Linked DNA regions of Mus musculus: regions 1, 3 and 4 are each linked to region 2. The links are chromatin contacts, called in public HiCAR-type and promoter capture Hi-C maps. All regions are on one chromosome and are shown on one strand. The core of a region is the stretch at or near the end of the contact, and the rest is flanking DNA. Distances in the headings are between cores, read along the strand shown. Region 1 holds the start of Dck (deoxycytidine kinase). Region 2 holds the start of Mthfd2l (methylenetetrahydrofolate dehydrogenase (NADP+ dependent) 2-like). Region 3 holds the start of Mob1b (MOB kinase activator 1B). Region 4 holds the start of Grsf1 (G-rich RNA sequence binding factor 1).

Region 1 (2,700 bases), core at 26-2,525, 2.2 Mb after region 2:
GTAGGAAATGTAAAAGAATGGGCAATTCAAGCTCACCTTGCAAAATGACATGCACAGTGTAGCTCCCCCAGTAAGGTTAAGGGCAGAAACTCTAAGAGTCTTTAAGCCAAAACTCAGTGCTTACCTGTACGTGGGAAAGGGAATAAAACATTGCACACTATCAAACTCATTACCTGCTTTCCTCATATGTGTAGCGTAGTGTTAGGGATTGCTACAAACGCCAACCCAAATGGTGACAACAAAGATGTGCTATATACCACTCATTGTAATATTACTTTCTTTTTTTTTTTTTTTTTAAAGTATTACACTGGGCCAGGCGTGGTGGTGTATTCTTTTAATTCCAGCACACAGGAGGCAGAGGCAGGCGAATCGCTAGAGAGTTCAAGGCCAACATTGTGAGTTCCAAGACAGGCAGGTCTCAAAAGTGAGACCGTCTCAAAAAAAAAAAAAAAAACAGAACAAGAAATAAAGTTCTGCAGAAATAAACAGCATGGGTGAGTTTTAAAGGCACTCTAGTATACTAAGCAAGACACAGAAAACAAGACACTCTGGTTTTGTTTAGGACATCATGGGAAAACAAAACTGGCAGGGATTAAAACAGAAGCAGGTCAGGGCTTGTAAGGGGATGGGAAGGGAGAAAGAGCTGACTACAAAGAAGCGCAAAGGGAACTGGGGATGTAAATGATGAAAACGGTCTCAATTTTGCGGTAAAACCGCAAGTCAGTGAAGCCTACCTGAAGAGCACACCTAAAAAGGGGTTCGCATACCTAAGTTACATCTCAAGAAAAAACAGTTCCCAACAAAGGGTGCACACTGGTCCAGAGCGCGCCTCACAAAGCCCCCGCTGGCGCCGGGCCAGACGAGCCACCGCGCCGGCGCGAGCAGGGCAGCAGGGAAGGATCCTGGGGCACCAGCACAGCACCGCACCGGGGACACCTTACCGATGTTCCCCTCGATGGAGATCTTCTTGATGCGGGTCCCCTCGGAGCTGGTCGAGGGAGAAGGGCAGAACCTCTTAGGTGGGGTGGCCATGCCTAGCTCCAGACGGCTCGGGTGCGGAACCTGCAGGGACACGGCGGCACGGGCGGCTCCGGGTTGCAGCGTCAATCTCGCGCCGGCGGGACCCGCACTTTGACTTTGGCGCGCGGAGGCGCAGGCGATTGGGCAGACCGTGGAGAACCCGCCCTGACGGCCCCGACTCCCACCCTATACGCCTCGCCCTCGCGGGATCTGCATGTCTGTGGTTCCTCCGGGCGGGCCGGGCGTCCCAGGAGCGCAGGGTAGGGGGCGGGGCTTGTGAGGAGAACCCTGAGAGAGCCGGGCGACTGACCGTGCGCGACGAGCTGTGAGCCGGAGGGGGCGGGGCCTGCGGGATGAGCAGTGGGAGGGCGGGGGGCGGGCCTTGCGCAATGAGCTCATTCGAGGGCAGGGGCGGAGCTTGAGCGAAGCGCCTAGGGAAGAGTAGGGTCAGGCTTTTCTGGACCAGCCCTTTGGGATCCTGTCAGGCTTCGTGGTTTGAACTTTTCCGGGAAGAAAAGTAAGAACTAGTAATTTCAAACTAAGAGCCTCAGTAGGTGTCTCTCACAGAAAACGTGTAGCTGTCCGTCACTGTCTTAAGAGTTATTTCGTTAACCAGCGATCTAGTACCATCCACCATACAGGATAGTGCCTAGAATGAAAGGAAGGGAGGGAGTGGCTACTGGTTTAAAGTCTGGGACCAGAAGTGAGACTGGAAACTGGCATCATAACACCCAAGGTCTCCACTTTAATTTGCATGCTACACCGTGCTGTTTATAAAGTTACCTAACACTAGGTATGTTTCTCAGCAGCATGGCTATGACTTAACATTGCATGTCCATGGCCTAACATGTAATTAATGTTTAAAGTCATATACACATGTTTATACATAGAGATGTACTCTGCACACACACACACACACACAGCATTCTGCTAGGTTGAGCTAGAGAGAGGTGCTATTTAATCAGGGTATAGACCTGGTAAAAAGATTACCCATCTGGAAGTCAGATTCAAATTATCTACAAAAACAAAGGAACTTATTTTTTTTTTAGCGTGTAACTATCATTTGACCTAAAATATGTCCTAAAAATGGACCTAGCAGCGGAGAAATGACGACTTCTACAAAAAAAGGAGCAGGTATTAAAGTGAGTTGTTGGACTGGCTGGATTTAAGGCCCACTCCATGAGATGTAACACATATCTGACACTGCTCAGGTGGCAATCCAAATACTGTTCTGCTACAATAACTGAACAATAAAATGATACCTAGTGATATCCTATAGGTCAGTATCTCTTGTAGCCAGCATCAGAGATGCTTCTTTCTGCAGAACCAAACCCACAAAGGCATAAAGTGCAGAGAGGGAGACCTTGGCATACTCTGCTTTAAATGGGATGTCTCCACCAAAGCCCTCTCCTCAGGGCTCTGGGAACCTTATGGAAAACGATGGGGAAAGTCTAGGAGTCAGAGGCAATGGAGGACACCAAGGACACAAGGCCTTCTAAACCCACCATGACCAACACACACATGAATTCACAGTGAGGCAGCATGCATGTTCCCTGCATAAAGCTAAGCCAGTTGGGGTCCTAGAGCTGAAAAAGTGGACACATGGCTCTGACCCTAGCCCAGAAGTTATTCCAATTGAAAACTGCTTGTAAATGAAAAAATTAGTTTTCCCTAACATAC
Region 2 (2,805 bases), core at 174-2,673:
TTGAAAGAAATAGTCTTCCAAAACAGACTGCACCTTTAATTCTAAGGTATCAGAGTTCAAACCCAAGGCCTGCCACCAGACCAAACTACAAATTGCAAGATGGGAAGTTTCTATGAATGGATGGATATCTATGTGTTTGTGGGTGTGGAGCATGTGGCTACAACCAAATACTGAGGTTGTAACTGTTGTTTCAGTAGGAATTAGGCAAGGAGCAAATGGGGAGATGGAGACATCGAACTGATGAAGGGACATTAATCAACTTATACACTAACAAAAAAATTACCATTATTCTAGAGGGAAGCACTAAAAACTTGAAATTCCAAGGATAATGATTTAAATAGGATACTCTTGGTAGACAACCCCTTCAAGTCTGGATTGCAAACAGAACCCTTACAAATCTGTTCTTCCAAGGGAGGAGAGCACTCTGGCTAAACAGCAAATCCCAACGCTGCTACTACAGGCCAACAGTGTACAGCAATAGAATTCCGAAGCTGTATCATTTACCACACATCCTCTTCTATAGACCTAGTCACTACAAACCATCTCCGAAGTTAAGACTACAGAAAGAACTTTAAATTTCAGTGACTCAAAACTAAGATCCAAATACGTATGATGGGGAGTTAATTTAAATCACACAGCACCTATGGGCACAGCCTCACTGTACTTTTCCTTGAGGACACAAAGTGACTATAAACCGTCAAGCGAGAGTCTCCAGCCACCTAAGAAGCACTGGAAGTTTACAAATGAGTTTTTCTGAACTCGAAGGCCCTGGGCAAGACACTATGCATTGCTGTTGTTCCATAGGTTGGATTCCCCAGCAGACAAGGGACGCTGCGGCAGCGTGGCCTGTTCCTGGGCACCACGGTGTCTTTTCATTGTCCCGGGCAGCAACCAAATCCGAAGGCTGCCAAGCGCCCTACAAGCGGAGAGGCCAGCCTGGACTGCATGCAGTTTAAGGAAACTGTAAGACATTCCGAGGTGGGAAAGATTACAGCAAGCCGGTGACAAAGGACTAAAGAAACAGAAACGCTGGACTACAGGTCTGCACAGCGCCTACTCCTCCTCGCACAAGAACAGTCTGAACAAAGCCGCGGCCCATTGCCTGAGCGCCTCGCACCGCGGCCACCCCGGGCCTCCGCAGGCCCCGCCGCCGCCCAGCGCGCGGCCCCTGCCCGCAGCTCCTACCTCCGGCCGCTGCTCCCGAAGCCGCGCCACGCGCGCTCGGCGACGCCCGGGGCTCGCACAGGCCCTCGGCCCAGACGGCCCCGGAGCAGCGAGAAGCCGCGGGCCCGCGTCGCCATGCCTCGCCGTCCGCCTCCGGGGGTCCCGCGGTCAGCTCAGCGACACGCCCGGGGCCCTCAGCAGGGTTCCGGGGCGCGGGGCGGGGCCGAGCCCCGAGAAGGCAGAGGCGGCACCGCTGGTGGCCGCGGGGTGGCGGGCGACTTGGCTCCAACCCGTGCACGCTGTCGCCACGGGAGCACAGGGAAGTCCTCGGCCGTTCTTGCAGGCAGCAAGGCCCCCTTGTGCCCCAGGCCCAGCTCTAGTCCCTGGTCTCGTTTCCATGGTTACAGGGAGGGCAGCTTGGAGCAGTAAAGTTGTTGCAGGTCTTTGCTTTTCACTCCCTGTGCGACCTTAAGATGCATTGAAAAAGAAACTCAAGGAGAGGAAGAAACAAAGATGTCCTTGGGATTTCTATCAGTCTTCAGCATCCTTGACACTTCCAGAAGATCCTAGAGTTTGTGGAACCTTAAAGCAGAGGGAGTTTGCAATGAGAAAGCAAAAATCATCTGCAAAGCTAACAGGAAATATTCCTCCCAAGGTCAAGCTGTGGCAGTGATGCGAGGGGCAAGAGCTGTTTAGACTACTGTCTGACTGAGGAAACTAGTTATGGAAAGTCCCAGATGTTAGAGAGCTTGTTCTGTGAAAAAACCATCAAGAACAGTGGTGCAATGTCTGTCTGGTAGAAGGCATTTAATCACAGAAAGAAAACATAGAAGAAAATCTTGGCATCGAGACTTTTTATGTAACACTTTATCATAGTGTATAAAAAAAATTTAAATTTCTGCTGTGGGGGAAAAATAAACCTGTTAAGAGAATGAAAAGGCAAGGAAAAAGTTTCGTTGAGGGGTGGGTGTTTGTAAAATACTTGTTGTGAACTTGTACCCCAAATATACAAGTGTAGTCTCCCCTCCCCCAGCCTGAAACCTGCTTGCTCAGGGGTGGAGCTTCCTGCTCATTCGTTCTGCCACGCCCACTGCTGGAACCTGAGGAGCCACACACGTGCACCTTTCTACTGGACCCGAGATTATTCGGCGGGAATCGGGTCCCCTCCCCCTTCCTTCATAACTAGTGTCGCAACAATAAAATTTGAGCCTTGATCAGAGTAACTGTCTTGGCTACATTCTTTTCTCTCGCCACCTAGCCCCTCTTCTCTTCCAGGTTTCCAAAATGCCTTTTCAGGCTAGAACCCAGGTTGTGGTCTGCTGGCCGGACACAACAATTGGTGAACCAACTCGGGACTGAGAAACGGCAAAGGATTTTTGGAAGAGACGCTGCTGGTTCGGAGCTCCATAAAATAAAGGATAAGGGAAATTCATACCGGAGAAGGTATGGGCTAAGCTGAGACAGCGTTAAACCCGAGCGCTGGTTCACTTAGGTTCAGCAGTGAGGAGCTGGGTAATAGGCGGTAGGCCGTAGCTCTCCGAAGCTACATGAGGTGTGAGAAAAGAAAGGGTTTATTAAAAGGAATAGGCAGATTGCCCCAGTTAATAAAAAATGCATCATAAGGGAGGAAAATGTCCCAAA
Region 3 (2,700 bases), core at 168-2,667, 2.2 Mb after region 2:
CAGAGGTGGAGACAAGCAGGCAGGCAAGCGAAGATGGAGCCAGGTAGAGAAATGCAGAAATAGACACTGGGGTCCATGACCCAGGTAGCACACTGGGACCTGAGAAGCAGCCAGCACCCCCAACCCCACCCCGACAGCACCAAGTGGACAGGGAGGCAGGGCACCCCAACAGAACATGAGGGTAGGGAGCAGTGTTCCCCCCACCCCCGCCCTCTGACAGCACCAGGAGGATGGAAAGGCAGGGTCCGACAGCACCAGGAGGACAAGGAGGCACGGCCCTGAGAGCAAGCACCAGGAGGAAGGGGAGACGGGGAAGGGCAGCTCCAAGACAGGGAAGCAGAGCCGGGCAGCACCGAGGACTAGAAGGCAGGGACGGGCAACACAAGGAGGACAGGGAGGCAGGGCTCCCAGACAGCACCCGGAGGACGGGGAGGAAGGACCGGGCAGCACCAGGAGGACCGGGAGGCAGAGCCGGGCAGCACACGGAGGACGGGGAAACAGGGCCGGGCAGCACCCGGAGGACGCAGAAGCAGGGCCCGGCAATAGCAGGAGGACGGGGAGGAAGGGCTGGGCAGCACCAAGAGGACCGGGAGGCAGGGCCGGGCAGCACACGGAGGACAGGGAAGCAGGGCCGGGCAGCACTCGGAGGACGGAGAGGCGGGGCTCGGCAATAGCAGGAGGACGGGGAAGCAGGGCCGGGCAGCACCAGGAGGACGGAGAGGCAGAGCCGGGCAGCACCAGGAGGACGGGGAGGCAGAGCCGGGCAGCACCAGGAGGACGGGGAGGCTGGGTCGGGCAGCACCAGGAGGACGGGGAGGCAGAGCCGGGCAGCACTAGGAGGACGGGGAGGCAGAGCCGGGCAGCACCAGGAGGACGGGGAGGCAGAGCCGGGCAGCACCAGGAGGACGGGGAGGCAGAGCCAGGCAGTACGGAAGACTAGAAGGCAGGGACCGGCAACACCAGGAGGATGGAGAGGCAAGGCTCCCCGACAGCACCAGGAAGATGGGGAGGCAAGGGCCGGGCAGCACCAGGAGGACGAGGAGGCAGGGCCCCGAGAGCACCCGGAGGACGAGGAGGCAGGGCCGGCCAGCACCCCGAGGTCGGGGCCTCTGGAGCCCGGGGCCCAGGGGGCGGCGGAACAAAGCCGGCGCTACTGGACTACTTACAACAAGAAGCTCATGTCGGCCGCGGCGTGGGCTGCGGGCTCGGCTGAGCGAAGCCTGGGGCGGCGGGCTTGAATCAGAGAAAAGGTGGCGGAGGGGGAAGGACGCGCGCCGGCGGCGGAGCGGCCGCGACTTCTCCGGCTTCGCTACTTGCCGCGGCCGGCTGAGGGGCGGAAGTGGAAGGCCAGGACTCGGCAGGCTCACCGGACTGGAAGCAGAGCGGCCGAGGAAGCACCGCCCGCCGCGTCCTCCTCGCAGCCCCGCGCTCCCGCGCCGAAGTCTCGCGAGAGCGAGCTCTGGCGCCCCGCCCACATTAGGATTACCTTCGGGTCACCTCTGCCTCCCGCACAGTCCAGCTGAGAGCTTGCCCGAGCACGTGACCTGGGGGGTTCGGAGCCCAGCGGGGAAGTGGACCTCCGTTCCAGGACGCCTGGGTCTCATGGATAGGGAGGGAGTCGCCATCAGAGAGGACAGCGGAAGGCCTTGGACTCGCTTTCTGTGCTCTGATTTAGGCAAGCACCCCACGAACTGAGAGCCACATCCCCAGTCCCTCTACGCCGCCCGCACTTAAAAAAAAAAAAAAAAAGTTTTTCTGCTTGTAACGACTTGGGGGGAGATGGAATTTTGGGAAAGGGAAATAAATGTTTTAGGAGGTAAGATCTTTATTTGAACAAGCTAGCTGTCTAGGGAAACGGAGGGAGCCCAGGAGAGCTGAGGACCAGATTCCCTGAGGCAGGGACGCTGGTTATCCATGGCCATACGGATTAACTAGTTGTGGAGTCCCTTCGAAGAACTGATGCCCAAAACGCTGGGAATTATTCAGCCAGGCGCTCGAAGGAACTTTAGTTCTCACCTGCTTAAGAGGCTGAGGGCAAAGCTTTATGTTTAAAGACTGTTTGATGGCTCCTGAGATGATTCAGCCAGTAAAGGAACTTGCCACCAAGCCTGATCGCCTGGAACCCACGCGGTAAAGAGAACCAGTTCCCACAAGTTGTCCTCTCATTTCCACACAAATTAAATAAATAGATAGTGCGTGGTGGTGCTTGCCTGAATCGCTATACCTCAGAGATGGAGGCAAAAGGATCACAAGTTTGGAGTAAGCCAAGACAGCACAGGAAGTTGTTTGTTTGTGTGTTTGTTTGTTTGTTTGTTTGTTTTTACCATAGGAGACAGTGGTATTCTTTACTCGCACCTGATGCTGAATCGAGGAATTTAAGTGGAACAGTGTGCAGATAGTAGCCCAACTTGAGCTTAGCGTTCCAAAAGACAGAGGATTCCTGAAAGTGATGCAAATATTCAATTTATCCGATTTCATTTCTACACCAGTAGTCAGCCGCGTTGGCTAAATGGTTTTAAAAACCTAAATGCAAGAAACCCGAACCTTCTATTATCTCAGGAACAGCAAATAATAACGTGAAAAGACAGCTTCAAAAGCCTTTAAGCCCAGAACTGGGAAGGCAGAGGTAGGCAGATCTGTGTGAGTCTAAGGCCAGCCTGATTTACATATGGAATTCCAAGCCAACCAGAAATAACATAG
Region 4 (2,905 bases), core at 362-2,861, 2.3 Mb after region 2:
AAACGTCTTACGGAGGGTTCGGGAGGCATCTCTGGTCCCCAGCCTGACAGGAAAAGAAAAACCTCTAGGGCAGAGGTTCTCAACCTGTGGGTTGAGATCTGCTCCTCAGGTGCCAACTAAGACCATGGAAAAAAGACAGATATTTACAATTCACAACAGCAGCAAAATTGCAATTATGAAGTAGCAATGAAAATACTTTTATGGTTGGGGGGGGGGCGCACCACAAGATGAGCTGTTGTAAAGATGTAGCATTCGGAAGGTTGCCAGCCACTGCTTTAGGGTTTGTGTCTCACCGAAGAAAAGAGGAAGAACCTCTTCTACACATCTCGGGTATAAAAGGAACAAGCCGGTCAGGTTTTCTATTCTTTCCTTCTTGGACAGAAATATGTTTTCATTTGTGAAATACCTGGTTTTCTTAAATCTAAAAGGAGTCCAGAGTAAACAAGCCAAAGTTTAAGCCCAACCATCTTAAATGTCTCAAAGGTAACTTATCAGAACGTAACCTTTCAAAAGTCTGTACTGGGGCTGGAGAGATGGCTTATGGGTCTAGAGTGCTGGCTGCTCTTTCAGAGGACCCAGGTTCAACTCCCACCACCTGCATGATGGCTCACTGCTGTCTCTAACTCCAGGGCCAGGGGATCCGATGCCCTTGTCTGGTCTCCGTGGCCACACCCATATATTAATACATTAAACTAATAATAAAAAAGTCCGTATTGTTTTAAGATGAATACCATAGGATGACTGCCATTACATAGTTAACTTAAAAAAAAAAGTTTTAGAGCTGGCACTGGGATAAAGGTGAAACAGTGGAAAATGTAGGCGGTTTCTTTACTTCTGGAAGTTGAACAAGAATTGAATTTCAAAAACTTTGAAATATGTTAAGATTTTCCACGATAGAGAGCCCTATATTGGTCTCCTCACCCCCACGAGGAGGTTGGGGTGATCTAAGCGATTACCCTGCCACGGAACTACACTACCCAGTCACAGAGATGCCTCCTAACCCCACCCCCGCCACAACCAATCAGCCTCTCCTTCATATTTTTACTCTAAGAACTCCCATTTGTCTTTAGTTTTTTATTTTTATTTTTTTACCTTTGACAGGTCCTTGCCACATAGGAGAAAACTGCACAACCACTCATGTATTTATTTGCAAATCTCTACACCTTCACTTGTGACTATATTGTCTAAGGAAGGCTTTATTTTATATAATATATGATAAATATTATATACATATCTCACATATACTATAAAATCAGTGCTTCCGTTCAAAACAAAGTTGGCCTTCTGCACGAATTTTGAGGTTGGGGTATCAACGCCCCCTCAGCGTCGTCCCAAAACGTTTTAGAGCTAGGTAACCCATTCCTTCCGGAAACTTCGCCGGGCCTCGGTGACCCGCAGACCTCAGCTCTAACCTGAGCAGGAGAGCCTGGGACAACTTCCACTCTGGAGGCGCTCAGGTCACCCCACCCACACCCTTACCGGCGGGAAAGCCCCGCCCCGAGGGCGGAGCCTGGGCGGGGCCGCTCGCTCACCTCCGCCTCCGAGCCTCGTCTCAGCCCCGGGTGCGCGCGGCGCATGTGCCCGGTGCCCCCTCCCCCGCCCTGGATTCCACTTCCCCTCCGCTCGCGCCACAGCGGCCACCTCCAGGCCCCGCGCCGCCTCCGGAGCCGATGGCCGGGACGCGCTGGGTGCTAGGCGCGTTGCTCCGGGGCTGCGGCTGCAACTGCAGCAGCTGCCGGCGGACCGGCGCCGCCTGCCTGCCTTTCTACTCCGCCGCCGGCACCTTCCCGTCGGGCGTCTCTGGCCGCCGCCGCCTGCTGCTACTCCTCGGGGCCGCCGCGGCCGCCGCTTCGCAGACGCGGGGCCTGCAGCTCGGGCCTGCGGCCGCCGGGAGGCTGGCGGGTCCCATCCCTGCCCGTCCCTCCGCCGCCGCGGCCGCCGCCGCGTCCTACTCGGCCCTGCGCGCCCCGCTGTTTCCGCGATCGCTGGCAGCCGCCGCGGGCCCGGCGCGGGGTTACAGTCAGGTACGTGGCGCCGCGCGCGGGACCCTCGGCGGCCGCGCGCCCGCGTCGGTCTGTCCGCGAGCGCCCCGCGTGCGCGCCCGGGGATCCGCGGCACGCACCGCACCCCCGCCTCCCTCCCGCTCCGTCCTCCTATTGGGCACGGGAACAAGGGACGCTCTCACGGCCCCGGCTCTTCTTGTTTTGTTCCCTCCGAGTCTGGGCGGTTGGGCAGTGTAAGTGTGGCTGGGGTGAATGTAGAGGCCTTGTTTCCCGCCGGGCCCATGGTAGGTTTTGGGGGCGCCGCCGACGCCCCCCACCCCGACTCCCCCCTAGCCTTATGCCCGCTGGAGGTGAAGCTGAGCGGCCAGAGCCCGCGGAGGGTCGGGGCCGGCCGTGCGTGCGGTGGGAGCGGTAGGCCGGGCGGCTCGGGCCTCCTCGGCCGGCCACCGACGCGCAGCCCCGCGCGCACGGGAGCGTGGGCTAGCCTGGGACAGCCCCCGCGCGTCCCTCTCCCTTGTCCGCGGGGAGAGGCGGGCGGTCCACCTGACTGAAGGTCACCTCTGCAAGTCCACTCGCCTTGACAGAAGGACCTTTGGTGCAGCGGGGCTCTGCGGACGCGGAGAGCTGTGGGGAGACCGTGGGAAACTGGGAGAGAACGTGTGTGTGTGGGGCGGGGGCGTCCGTGGGTGAGGACTTGGGGGCTTCGGTTGTCACTCCACGATCTTTTCCCTTGTTTCCCGTCTTTTCAGAAAGACATTGTAAGAATTCATATTGCAAATATTTGGTCCTCTGTATATGTGGGACATTTCTCTTTTGCGGTTTATGTGGCATCTGGGAAGTGTCTACCTAACCTGGTAACGCCACTGGCCATGTTTATCTTAATTTAGTTTTGCGTCTGCTTG

The links. Promoter capture Hi-C pulls out the DNA fragments that hold promoters and counts their contacts. HiCAR-type assays count read pairs that join an accessible place to other places.
Region 1: a contact with region 2 is called in a HiCAR-type map of astrocytes, with 2.4 times the contacts expected there. The contact joins the promoter of Dck here to the promoter of Mthfd2l in region 2. A contact is called at or near these places in 3 of 39 promoter capture datasets (the 3T3-L1 cell line, hippocampal neurons and pre-B cells) and 1 of 115 datasets of contacts at active chromatin or transcription factors (astrocytes).
Region 3: a contact with region 2 is called in a promoter capture Hi-C map of pre-B cells, with 5 times the contacts expected there. The contact joins the promoter of Mob1b here to the promoter of Mthfd2l in region 2. A contact is called at or near these places in 3 of 39 promoter capture datasets (embryonic stem cells, hippocampal neurons and pre-B cells) and 1 of 115 datasets of contacts at active chromatin or transcription factors (embryonic forebrain).
Region 4: a contact with region 2 is called in a HiCAR-type map of astrocytes, with 5 times the contacts expected there. The contact joins the promoter of Grsf1 here to the promoter of Mthfd2l in region 2. A contact is called at or near these places in 1 of 39 promoter capture datasets (hippocampal neurons) and 1 of 115 datasets of contacts at active chromatin or transcription factors (astrocytes).

What each region holds. Positions count from the first base shown.
Region 1 is chr5:88,763,588-88,766,287 of GRCm38.p6, reverse strand. Dck (deoxycytidine kinase) reads right to left here and starts at 1,275. Exons shown (of 7, transcript NM_007832.4): 1 at 942-1,275. The coding sequence starts at 1,032.
Region 2 is chr5:90,929,814-90,932,618 of GRCm38.p6, reverse strand. It overlaps Mthfd2l (methylenetetrahydrofolate dehydrogenase (NADP+ dependent) 2-like), which reads right to left and starts at 1,423. Exons shown (of 8, transcript NM_026788.1): 1 at 1,186-1,423. The coding sequence starts at 1,301.
Region 3 is chr5:88,719,588-88,722,287 of GRCm38.p6, reverse strand. It overlaps Mob1b (MOB kinase activator 1B), which reads right to left and starts at 1,417. Exons shown (of 6, transcript NM_026735.2): 1 at 1,167-1,417. The coding sequence starts at 1,180.
Region 4 is chr5:88,674,877-88,677,781 of GRCm38.p6, reverse strand. It overlaps Grsf1 (G-rich RNA sequence binding factor 1), which reads left to right and starts at 1,611. Exons shown (of 10, transcript NM_178700.5): 1 at 1,611-2,024. The coding sequence starts at 1,671.